2 separate regions of the Mus musculus genome follow, and region 2 is linked to region 1. The links are chromatin contacts, called in public HiChIP or PLAC-seq maps. All regions are on one chromosome and are shown on one strand. The core of a region is the stretch at or near the end of the contact, and the rest is flanking DNA. Distances in the headings are between cores, read along the strand shown.

Region 1 (5,040 bases), core at 1,710-4,209:
AATTCTCCCCTTGAATCCCATAGAAAGTGGTTGACTAACCTCGCAGCAGCCATGACACTACTGCACCAGTCGATACCTCTATGTTGGTACTATATCTCACAGGGGCCAGTGTTGGGTAAGTCCACTGATGATTGTTCTTCTCTGTTGACTACCTGTAAGCACTAAAGCTAGCCAGAGGGAGGAAGTTCCCAGTCTGTTCTAGCTTGATTTCTACATAGTCTAAAGCCAAAGTGTGTTTGGGTCTCATTATCTAGCTAAGGTAGGAAGCCAAGAGCAATAATTTGTAGGGAGGTATCACACACACAGCACTGAGATTTTCATTTAATAGTCTTCTTGGGAAAGTGTTATCTATGTATATAAAGTATGTCCCAACCTTTTAAAAGCTCTATTTTAAAATTAAGTTTCACATAGGGCCTTTCCATACATCCTTAGTTTTTATTTGTTAAACTATGACACCCCAACACCACACTACCTCTACTCGACTTTTTTGCCCTCAGCAAATGCCAAAATGAAAGTATGAGGTTGCATTTGTACTAATAACCTAACTGACCGTCTTGAGGGAATTACATTTGCTATACCAATGACTACTTAAAAGGATGTTACAGTGTATTGTTTGTTAATATGAATGTGTGTATTACACTTGTGTAAAAAAAAAAATAGGCTCTAAAGCAGTTCAGCTTTGTAGTGTGATCTCATCTTATCTATACATAAATAGCTATGCATGTATTTCTAGACCAGACTGCTGTAGGTTATCATGTCTGGGAACTGACCTTAAGGATTTTTCATTTCTTTTTCTATTTTTTAACATATTTTTACAGTGTGTATGTGTTATTTTTAAGACTGGCAAAGCATCCTACAAAGGTACTTCTTCTCCCTGTCTCACCACTCACTTTGTGATACATTTAGGTCGTCACGTTTTGATATGGTTTGGCTATGGAATTTGAGAAGAAGCTCCATGCCATGATAGTGTTTTTAAAGTTCAGACTTACAGGACTTATTATTCCCTCCTCAGAAACTAATCCAGAAACTGAGATGTGCTGTCATTGGGCCGGCTTGCTCTGAACTGCAGGTCTCCTCTGTAGTTGGTCTCAGATCCTAATCTAAACATGACTCTGTGTACAAAAATAGAACTAAAGCAGATGATATTATATATGTACCTCAGTCAACAAGTGTCATCCATAATTAGGGGTGTAGTCAATCAGAATGCTTCTCCTGGGCTTTTCTCTGGGCCTGGGTTGAAATGCATGATGTAGACCTCTCATCCCCCTGTGCAGCTCAATATGGATTTGGAGTCTACTGATACCAACATGTTTGGTGAGTTTGTTTTCTATTAGAGATTTGACACATTGACTTAAAAATGGTTTATTTGGCTGTATCCTTTGAAAGTCTCCTTGAGAAGTTAATTATTCATCTGACAGATTTTTAATATCACTCTAGTCTGACAACTTAAATTACTGTGGTGTTTATGATAAGAGTTATTACTGATTTCCTACAGAAACCTCTAAGCCTGGATGATACAGCGCTTTGAATAACAAAGGATTATTATTATTTCTGCATATAAAAGACATCAGTACAAATAAGTCTCCAGTTGCTAATTCCCAAGATCAGGGTGCTATAGTCACAAAATACTGAAATATTGGTTTATATTAAACAACAGAAAGGACACTGTGTATTAAAACTCTATGTTAAGTCAAATATTCTGGTACATCTTTTGCAAATCCCAGTGAACTACATGATCATAGAAACGTGATGTTTGGGCCCCACTCCGTGATCTGTATGATGATCTGTAGATGTGGGTTGGAGGCTAGATGGCAGTAGTATACCATACTGTCTGTTGTCATGTCTAGGTGAAGATACCTTCCATGAATATTTTCTTTGTCCTCAGCCTAATTCCCAGGGGGAAATGTTCCCTATACCTATTTTAAGCTCACTATTTCCTCTAGTTTTCTTCCATGCCCTTCTCTGGCTGAGCACCATATTTTGAAAGTCAACTCTATTCCCATCCTTCTTGGCATGAGAGACAGACCTTAGTTTCTTAGTTTATGGCAGGCTGTCTTAGTCATTGTTTTATTGCAATAAAGACACCATGTTTCCAGCAACTTTTTAAAGGAGAAAACATTTAACTGGGAGCTTGATTACAGTTTCAGAGGCCAGTGACTTACTTCCTCCAACAAGGCAATACCTCCTAATCCTTCTAATCCTATCAAATAGTTCTACTTCTGGTGACTAAGCATTTAAATATATGAGTATATAGGGGCTATTCTTATTCAAGCTATTGTATTCTACTCCCTGGCTTCTAAAGACTTATAGCCACATCACAATGCAAAATGCATTTAGTCTAATTTCAAAAGTCCCCAATCTATTACAGTCTCAATGTGGTTTAAAAGTCTAAAGTTCAAAGTCTCTTCTTAGACTCTTGGTAATTTTTTACTGTAATCCCCTTTAAAAATCAAAATAAATAAACATACTTCCACCATGCAATGGCACAGAATTCTAAAGGGGGCAAAGGAGAGCACAGTGAAGAAAGCAAAGCAAAAGAAGACCAAAAACCAGCCAGGCAAACTTCAAACCCTGCATCTCCATGTCTGATGTCAAAGCAGTCTTCAGATCTCCAACTTCTTTCAGCTGTGTTGACTACAGCACAATTTTTTTTTTTTTAAAGTTGGCTCCACATGCCTTTTGCAACTTCCCTTAACAGGTATCCCACAACTCTGACATTTCCAACATCTTGGGTCTCCAACAAAATCCAGGCTTTTTCTTCACTGCTTCACACAGTGTCCTATATGGGCTTACAGGCATGTTCCTGACACATGCCTAGCCTGACCATCTTTCTTTTAACTATTGAGAGAGATTTCACAACTCCCTTCTTGCATCTTTGACTCTAAAGCCACAAGCATGTGGCCAAAGCTGCCAAGCTCTGTGCTTCAGGGGAGTGGAACTTGGCCCCCTCTTCAATTACATCTGCATCCTCATTCTGTTGTTAATGGTTTCCTTCACCACTTAAGCTTTCCTTTAAATCCTTTTCACAAATTGTAAACTGGGTTGGGTCTTGCCCTGAGACAGCACTCACTCCCTCATTCCATTTAGCACCAGGATTTTCTTTAAACATTTTATCCTCTTGAGCATTGGACCTGGAACCATTACACTTCCAGTTGCTCCTTTTCTTCCAAAACTGTACATTTTATGTTTCTCCTTACCCCACTTGTTCCTTTTCTTTATAGATCTACCCAACAGTGTCTGCTGATAACCACACAATAATAACACTTCACTACTGTGTTGTCTTGAAATCTCCTCTGCCAACACTGTTAATTTGAAAGTCCCAGGCAAACTTTTAGAACAAGGTTTTAAAAAAGCAGCCCGATTCTTTGCCAAAATATCAGAAGAATATTCTTTAGCCCGTTTACTAATATTGTTCCCCTCAGAAACCTCTTGATTTGGGCCCCTACAGTTCAAATCACTCAGCACTATCTTTATATGCTTGCTAAGATGGGCAATTAAGCCCTGCTTAAAACATACAAAAGGCTTTCGACTTGAAAGTCCTAAAGTCTTCTATATTCTTTCTGCAAAAGGCACAGTCTGGTCTAACACAGAAATAAACACCACTCCCTGATAACAACTTCTGTTTTAATCACTGTTATATTTCTGTGAAGAGACACCATGAACAGGCCAACTCTTTTTTGTTGTTGTTGTTGTTTTTTTTGTTGTTGGGAGGGGGTGGTTCAAGACAGGGTTTGTGTAGCCCTGGCTGTCCTGGAACTCACTCTGTAGACCAGGCTGGCCTCAAACTCAGAAATCTGCCTGCCTCTGCCTCCCAAGTGCTGGGATTAAAGGCATGCGCCACCACTGCCTGGTTTAAATAGGCCAACTCTTATAAGAGAAAGCATTTAATTTGGGGCTTTCTTACAGTTTTCAGAGGCATAGTCCATTATCATTGTGGTTGGAAGCATGGCAGCAGGCATGGCTACATCCTGATGTGCAGGCAGAGAATGAGACTGAGTCTGGCATGGGCTTTTGGAAAGCCCACCCCCAGTGGCATACTTCCTCCAGCAAAGCCATGCCTCCTAATTCTTCTAATCCTATCAATCATTTCCACACCCAGGTGACTAAGCATTTAAATAAATGAGCCTCTGGGGACCATTTTTCTTCAAACCACTGCACTGTTTTTATTATTATTATTATTATTATTATTTTTTTTTTTTTTTGGTTTTTCGACACAGGGTTTCTCTGTATAGCCCTGGCTGTCCTGGAACTCACTCTGTAGACCAGGCTGGCCTCGAACTCAGAAATCCGCCTGCCTCTGCCTCCCAAGTGCTGGGATTAAAGGCGTGCGCCACCACGCCCGGCTGTTTTTATTATTTTATTTCATCCTGTCCTCGTGTTTCATATAAATGTGTCTTTATGGTGTATGTATATGCATATGTGTATATGTGTGTGTGTATGGTATATGTGCATGTTTGTATTGTGCAGGTATGTGAATACCTTGTTCTATCTCTTTGCCCTTTTCCTTCCTTCCTTCCTTCCTTCCTTCCTTCCTTCCTTCCTTCCTTCCTTCCTTCCTTCCTCCCTCCCTCCCTCCCTCCCTCCCTCCCTTCCTTCTTCCTTCCTTTCTTCTTCTTCTTTTTTTCATAGATAAAGCTGCATTTTATTTTTTATTTGAGGTTGGACCTTTCATATTCCAGGTCAGCCTTGAATTCAAGACCTTGCCTCCACCTCCCAAGTCCTTGGGTAGCAGGTGTGCTTTCCTTCCAGCAGGCTCCATTATCCACAATTTATTATACTCAGATGTCAGAAAAGCCTTAAGCTCAGCCAAGGTCTTTATTCAAGAACTGAAGGAGTCTGGGATGAGGGAGGATGTTTACACAAAACAGCACTGGTCCTGAGATACACAATAGTTAGGGCCAAGGACCAGAAACTACTGATCCCTTATAGAGGGGAGGCTTCAGACTTGATCTGTGTCTAAACAGGTCTCAGGTCTCATTTCTTAGTCAACATTTCTTCATCCCTTCAGAAGTTCCAGGAAACAGCTTGATAACCACTGAT
Region 2 (5,040 bases), core at 1,670-4,169, 330 kb before region 1:
GTTCCAGAAGCTGTCAGGTTCTCTGGCGCACCCTCACACCTGTTCAGACTAATTTCCTAAGTTCGGCGGGTCCCGGACCAAGATGGCGACCGCTGCTGCTGTGGCTTAGGCCGCCTCCCCAGCCGGGTGGGCACCTGTCCTCTGGTCCGGAAGGTGGCCGGCTGTCCCCGGCCCACACAGGGTGCTCGAGGCCACCCATTTCAATATCAGCATTAGGGTATGTCTGATTGAGTGTATAAATAGTATCTCTTGTTTATTCTGTGTGTGTGTGTGTGTGTGTGTGTGTGTGTGTGTGTGTGTGTGTGTGTGTGTGTATGTGTGTGTGTGCATGTGCGCACATGAATGCAGGGGTCTCTCATTGAACCAGTTGACTAGTTTGGCATGCCAGGAAAGTGTTCTTGGACTCAGATACACCCAGTCCTCACATGAAGTAATTTTATTCTCTAAAACTCCATTTTCCAATATATTCTTGCATAAGCTCAACTGGGTTCCACAAAGGTATACTGGTTAGTAGCACTTGTAAAAAGAGGTGATGGCTTGGGATAGGAGACTTCCAGCTCCATGGCTGAGCTGGACAAGATGCCCGCTGGAAGAATCTAAAGATGGCTGTCATGGTGAGGTCTCTGTATTCTGATTTTGCTCAGTCATTGGCTGGAGTGTCAATAAAGGCAAGATGTCTCTGGATGCAAAAACACTCTAAGCACACCACAAAATGGGTACCACAAGAAGGGATGAATTCAGAAAACACAAGGCTTACAGGGTTAGACATTTAAGTGCCAGAATTCAATGAGGAAATAGAAAAAACAGTTTTAAGAAGACAAAATAGAAAAAGGGCTGAAAATTTTTTCAGAGAATTTAACATTCCAAAATGTCATGACATTATGGCAGTTAATTACTATTTCTTATATTTCATTTATAATTTGCCACGGCACTCCGGTCGAGTCAGCCTGTCAGGCAGGGATGCCTAAAAGCTGCTCATGAGGCAAAGAGCTTCACGGAAGCTCTCCTCCTGGAGTCTGGCGTTCCCTTTATCCCATACATTAATTTTCCATTCCCGAGTTAGTCTAGTGTATGGATCCACATGCTCTCTTTCAGTATTTTCCTATTATAAGTGCCTTTTAAGATTGAATTCTGACATAGTTAAAGCCTTCCACCAGTGTTCCAACAGTCCTAGAAGTCCTTGAGGAAGATCATGGGCTAGAAATTCAATAGGAATGTTGCTAATCAGAATAGCCTCTAGTACTACACTATAAAACCTAGGTCACTCCCTTACACAGGAATTTACCATCACTAGGAAGAAGGAAGTTTCAGACCAAAGAGAAACCAGAATAGATACTTAGAACTAAAGGAAGTTTCAGACCAAAGGAGAAACCAGAATAGATACTTAGAACTATAGCGAAGTTACACCCATACATACGTATTTAAAATGGCCTAAGGGGAAGGTGGATCATTTTTTAAAGGAGTGGGGAGCTGTAGGAAAATTAGAAAATTTGGTTAGACTTAAGAAAGCTAACTTTAGTATCTGTTATCCAGTCTCTGCATGCTTAGAAGGCTCAGGGCTTGACTGAAGTTTTGGCTGCATCTGTCAGAAAGGTTGGATGAAGTGAGGTCATCTGGAATCTCCAGATCCCTGAAGCTGTTTTGGAAGCAGTGGATTGTGCAGGATGCACAGAGCAGTTAAGGATAAATCTTTGCTCCTTGTTTGAACAGGTGGAAGGCAGCTGTCTTTTTTAATGAGTTAATTTGATCATAACCAATTGTAATCTTTATTCATGCCATATGAAGGATGGCATGAAGAATCTTAAGGATTTCATAGTCAACAAAATTTATTGTCTAATTTTAGCTGAAGTTTTGGCTAAAGACATTTTTATGTCTAAACCAGTTACTGAGCTGTTCCCATGTATAGGAATCAGCAAATCAGTTACCCGTCCTGCTTGATGTTTTCAAATTTTTCTTTTTTGTAGCCAAGAACTTCAGGAGATCTTTCTGTCATATTTGATCCATATCACTTTGGAAGCGGTCCAAAGCCTTTTCTTTTCTATTAACACAAATACAGAGCCTCTCTCCCAAAATAACATGTCCTTGGTTCAGGATCCCAAACTTATAACCACATGCATTTTGATAAATAAAACAATTCAAAGCAACTAAAGCAATCTAAGCAAATATTATTATCTATTGAGATAGTGTTCCCCCACAATTTCCTGCCCTGATCTACATGAGATCAAGGCCTAAATTATTCATATGTATACTTAAAATTCTCTCTTCTATGGAAATTAGTATCTCTGTGGATATGTATGTCCCATTTCTCTTTATAATACTTAAATTAACATAAGTTTCTACTGTCTGAGATAAGATTTCTCTACTTCTCTTCCCCTGCTCTTGACCTACCATTTAAGATCAAAAGCCTCAATTTATTTATTAACTTTCTATACTTTCCTATGTATTCAGCTTCAATTAAATTCCCTTCTACTTACTGTATAAGCCTATTTCCAGACTCTAAATTTGTCAAACCAGGCTAAGCAGTCCCAGAAATTCCATGTAGACCATATTGAGATCCCTAATGCTGCCCTGGCATAGACCTTTTCAAATTTCTTCTAATGCACTTTTCTCATTTATTCTATTCTATTGAGATTAGTATCTCTGTGGATCTATCTATCTATCTATCTATCTATCTATCTATCTATCTATCTATCTCTTGAATTAACATTCTTTCCTTTGTGTTTAACTTTAAGTTGCCTTTTAATACTTAAAAAACCGCTTAAACATTACCATTGTACTTTAATCTATCCTTAAAAACAATTAAATTACATTCCACTCATCTTTATCTTTTGATTACCTGCTTGTTGAAGGAGAGCAGTCTCTATTGTCTGCCTTCCTCTCCCTTCTGAGCAGCCTGTCTGTTTGCACAGCAGGGGCTCCCAGCTCCTGAGAGTTCATACTCTCTGAGCCAGCCAGAGGCCTTTGCTAAGGGTGGGTGGGTGCTGTGTGCCTTTGTTCTAGTTCCAAGGCTTGTGCAGCTTGGGGAAGACCCATGTGACTCAGCTGAGAAACCAATTCTCCCTCCCTCCTAAACTCAAGTCACACAGTGATTGTTTTCCATTCAGTATCTCCAATTTTTAAAAGCAAGTTCTTGCCCCAGGTTGGTACTCCGTCTTGTATTTTCTTATGTGCATTAAATAACAGTACATTTAGAGTTAAGCTTAATAATTTCATTGTTTTAATACATCAACTTTTAATATTATATATATGATATGCATGTCAGAAGTGCTGGATAGCACCAGGGAAACATGAGGACTGATGATATGAATTCACAGTGACTGTAGCATGCACAAGACTTATGCAAGTTAAAAACCAGACAGAATCCCAGTACTGAGAAGAGGAAGTGGATATAAAGTCCCACCTCTAACTGAGACACTCTGCAGTTAATACCTGCTGGGAAGGGAAAGTCAGTGTTTCCAGTGGGCTATTGTTGGGAATATTAACCATAGTCTAAGGCAGGCCCCATGCCCAGAAGTAATTGGGCAACACAAAATGAACCCCATTTTTCTTATCTTGTATGCACTCGTTCTTTTAGTATATTTTGTCTTTTTTTTTAAAAAAAATTAAAAATTAAAAAGTTTTAGTTTTTGTTTTTAGAGCAAGAAAGAAAAAGGTCATAGAGTTGGTGGAAAGGGAATGGGGAGGATCTGGGAGGAGATGGGGGAGGAGGAGGAATGATAAGAATATAGTGTGAAAAAATTCATTAAAAAACTTAAAAAGATTATGTATGGCTACACATACATGTATATGTAATATGTATAATTTCAGGTAAAAAAAATAGGATCCCTTAAGGCAGAATAAAAAACCGTGGTGTTATTTGCTCCCTATCCTTTTCCTTCTGTATAGCTCTTCCCTCCTCCTTTGCAGTGGGAGCCCCTCCCCACTATTCTACCATATCTTCATTATCATCATACATTTTGGACAGGACTCATAATTTGAGCTGGATCTGACCGGAAGGTGTTGGCTAGTCATGTCACTCAGGCCACTCCCTTTGTAAATTTTGTGTATTTTGTAAACCCACAAGGCAAGAAAGTGGACACCTCCCCTTCCCTGAGAAGGTCTATCAGCCAGGCCCCTCCTCAGGACCTCCCTAATTGTCATAATGGCACTTCCAACTTCTGTAACTGTCACAGAGGTCATCTCCAGCCCCTTAATAGGACCCTCCCCTGATTATGATAATTTTAGGTGAAAAGTCTGAACAGGAAAACTCACCAATCCCTGAGCACTGCCAAACTCGGACTTGAAACCCCACAAATCGTCACTCTGGAAATCTCTGCCCTAGAAAGTCTTGCCCACTAAGAAACCTTATATAAAGGCTATGTCTGCTCAGTTCCTAGCTGTCTACTCCCAGTAGAAGAGGCAACTACCCCTCAATTCATCCCTCCACACCCTGGACCCTCCCAATAAATATCTTATGAGGTTTGTTGCCTGATGTGGCTCTTCATCAGAGGAAGCCAAGAAGCAATGAAGAGAAGTGAAGAAATGGAGTGGGGCTGAGGCTCCTGCGCTCCTGAGCTCAGTTGGGGATCCCCTCTCCTGGGAGCAGCAATGCCTCTGCTGAGGAGGCATCCTCTCAGCTGTGTGGGTCTTGGGCTCCCATTTCTCAGAATGCCCTTCCAATGGGATACACTCTCCCCTCAGAGCTGTGTGGTTCCTCGGCTTCCAAGTCCCAGGACACCTTCACATCCAAGCAGGAAGGCCTGGTACTGGAACCCTAGCCAGCTTCCCAGGGATAGTGAGGTCATGGGCCTTCAAAAAGAATCTACTACTGCCACTTTGCCAGATTAGCATAATTCCTTACTATATTCTAAATCTCATAACTACCATTCCTCATCAAAGAAGCTTCTATGTAGAGTAAATGGAGACCATTCCAGAAAACAAAACTGAACATGTTGCAGAGAGCAGTGCATTGTGGGAAGCCTAGTCACACGAGATGAATGTACATCACAGCTCCTGGATCTATGACTCAGGGAACATCACAGAAGAAAGGGGGCAGAAAGA

The links. HiChIP or PLAC-seq counts read pairs in DNA pulled down with a chosen protein or histone mark.
Region 2: a contact with region 1 is called in an H3K27ac HiChIP or PLAC-seq map of embryonic stem cells, with 2.9 times the contacts expected there. The contact joins two enhancer-like sites. A contact is called at or near these places in 7 of 484 Hi-C or Micro-C datasets (cardiomyocytes, cerebellar granule neurons, cerebellum and 4 more) and 2 of 115 datasets of contacts at active chromatin or transcription factors (cardiomyocytes and embryonic stem cells).

The regions. Positions count from the first base shown.
Region 1 is chr1:54,050,925-54,055,964 of GRCm38.p6, reverse strand. All of the region lies in intron 1 of Hecw2 (HECT, C2 and WW domain containing E3 ubiquitin protein ligase 2), which reads left to right. Among named protein-coding and RNA genes, the nearest start is that of Hecw2, 140 kb to the left of the region's middle. Within about 2 kb of position 2,959, at least 5 of the 459 cell types and tissues checked have an H3K27ac peak or open chromatin away from gene starts, as enhancers often do. A contact at or near this core is called in embryonic stem cells, where this site is marked.
Region 2 is chr1:54,382,325-54,387,364 of GRCm38.p6, reverse strand. No RefSeq gene overlaps it. Among named protein-coding and RNA genes, the nearest start is that of Gtf3c3, 54 kb to the left of the region's middle. Within about 2 kb of position 2,919, at least 3 of the 459 cell types and tissues checked have an H3K27ac peak or open chromatin away from gene starts, as enhancers often do. A contact at or near this core is called in embryonic stem cells, where this site is marked.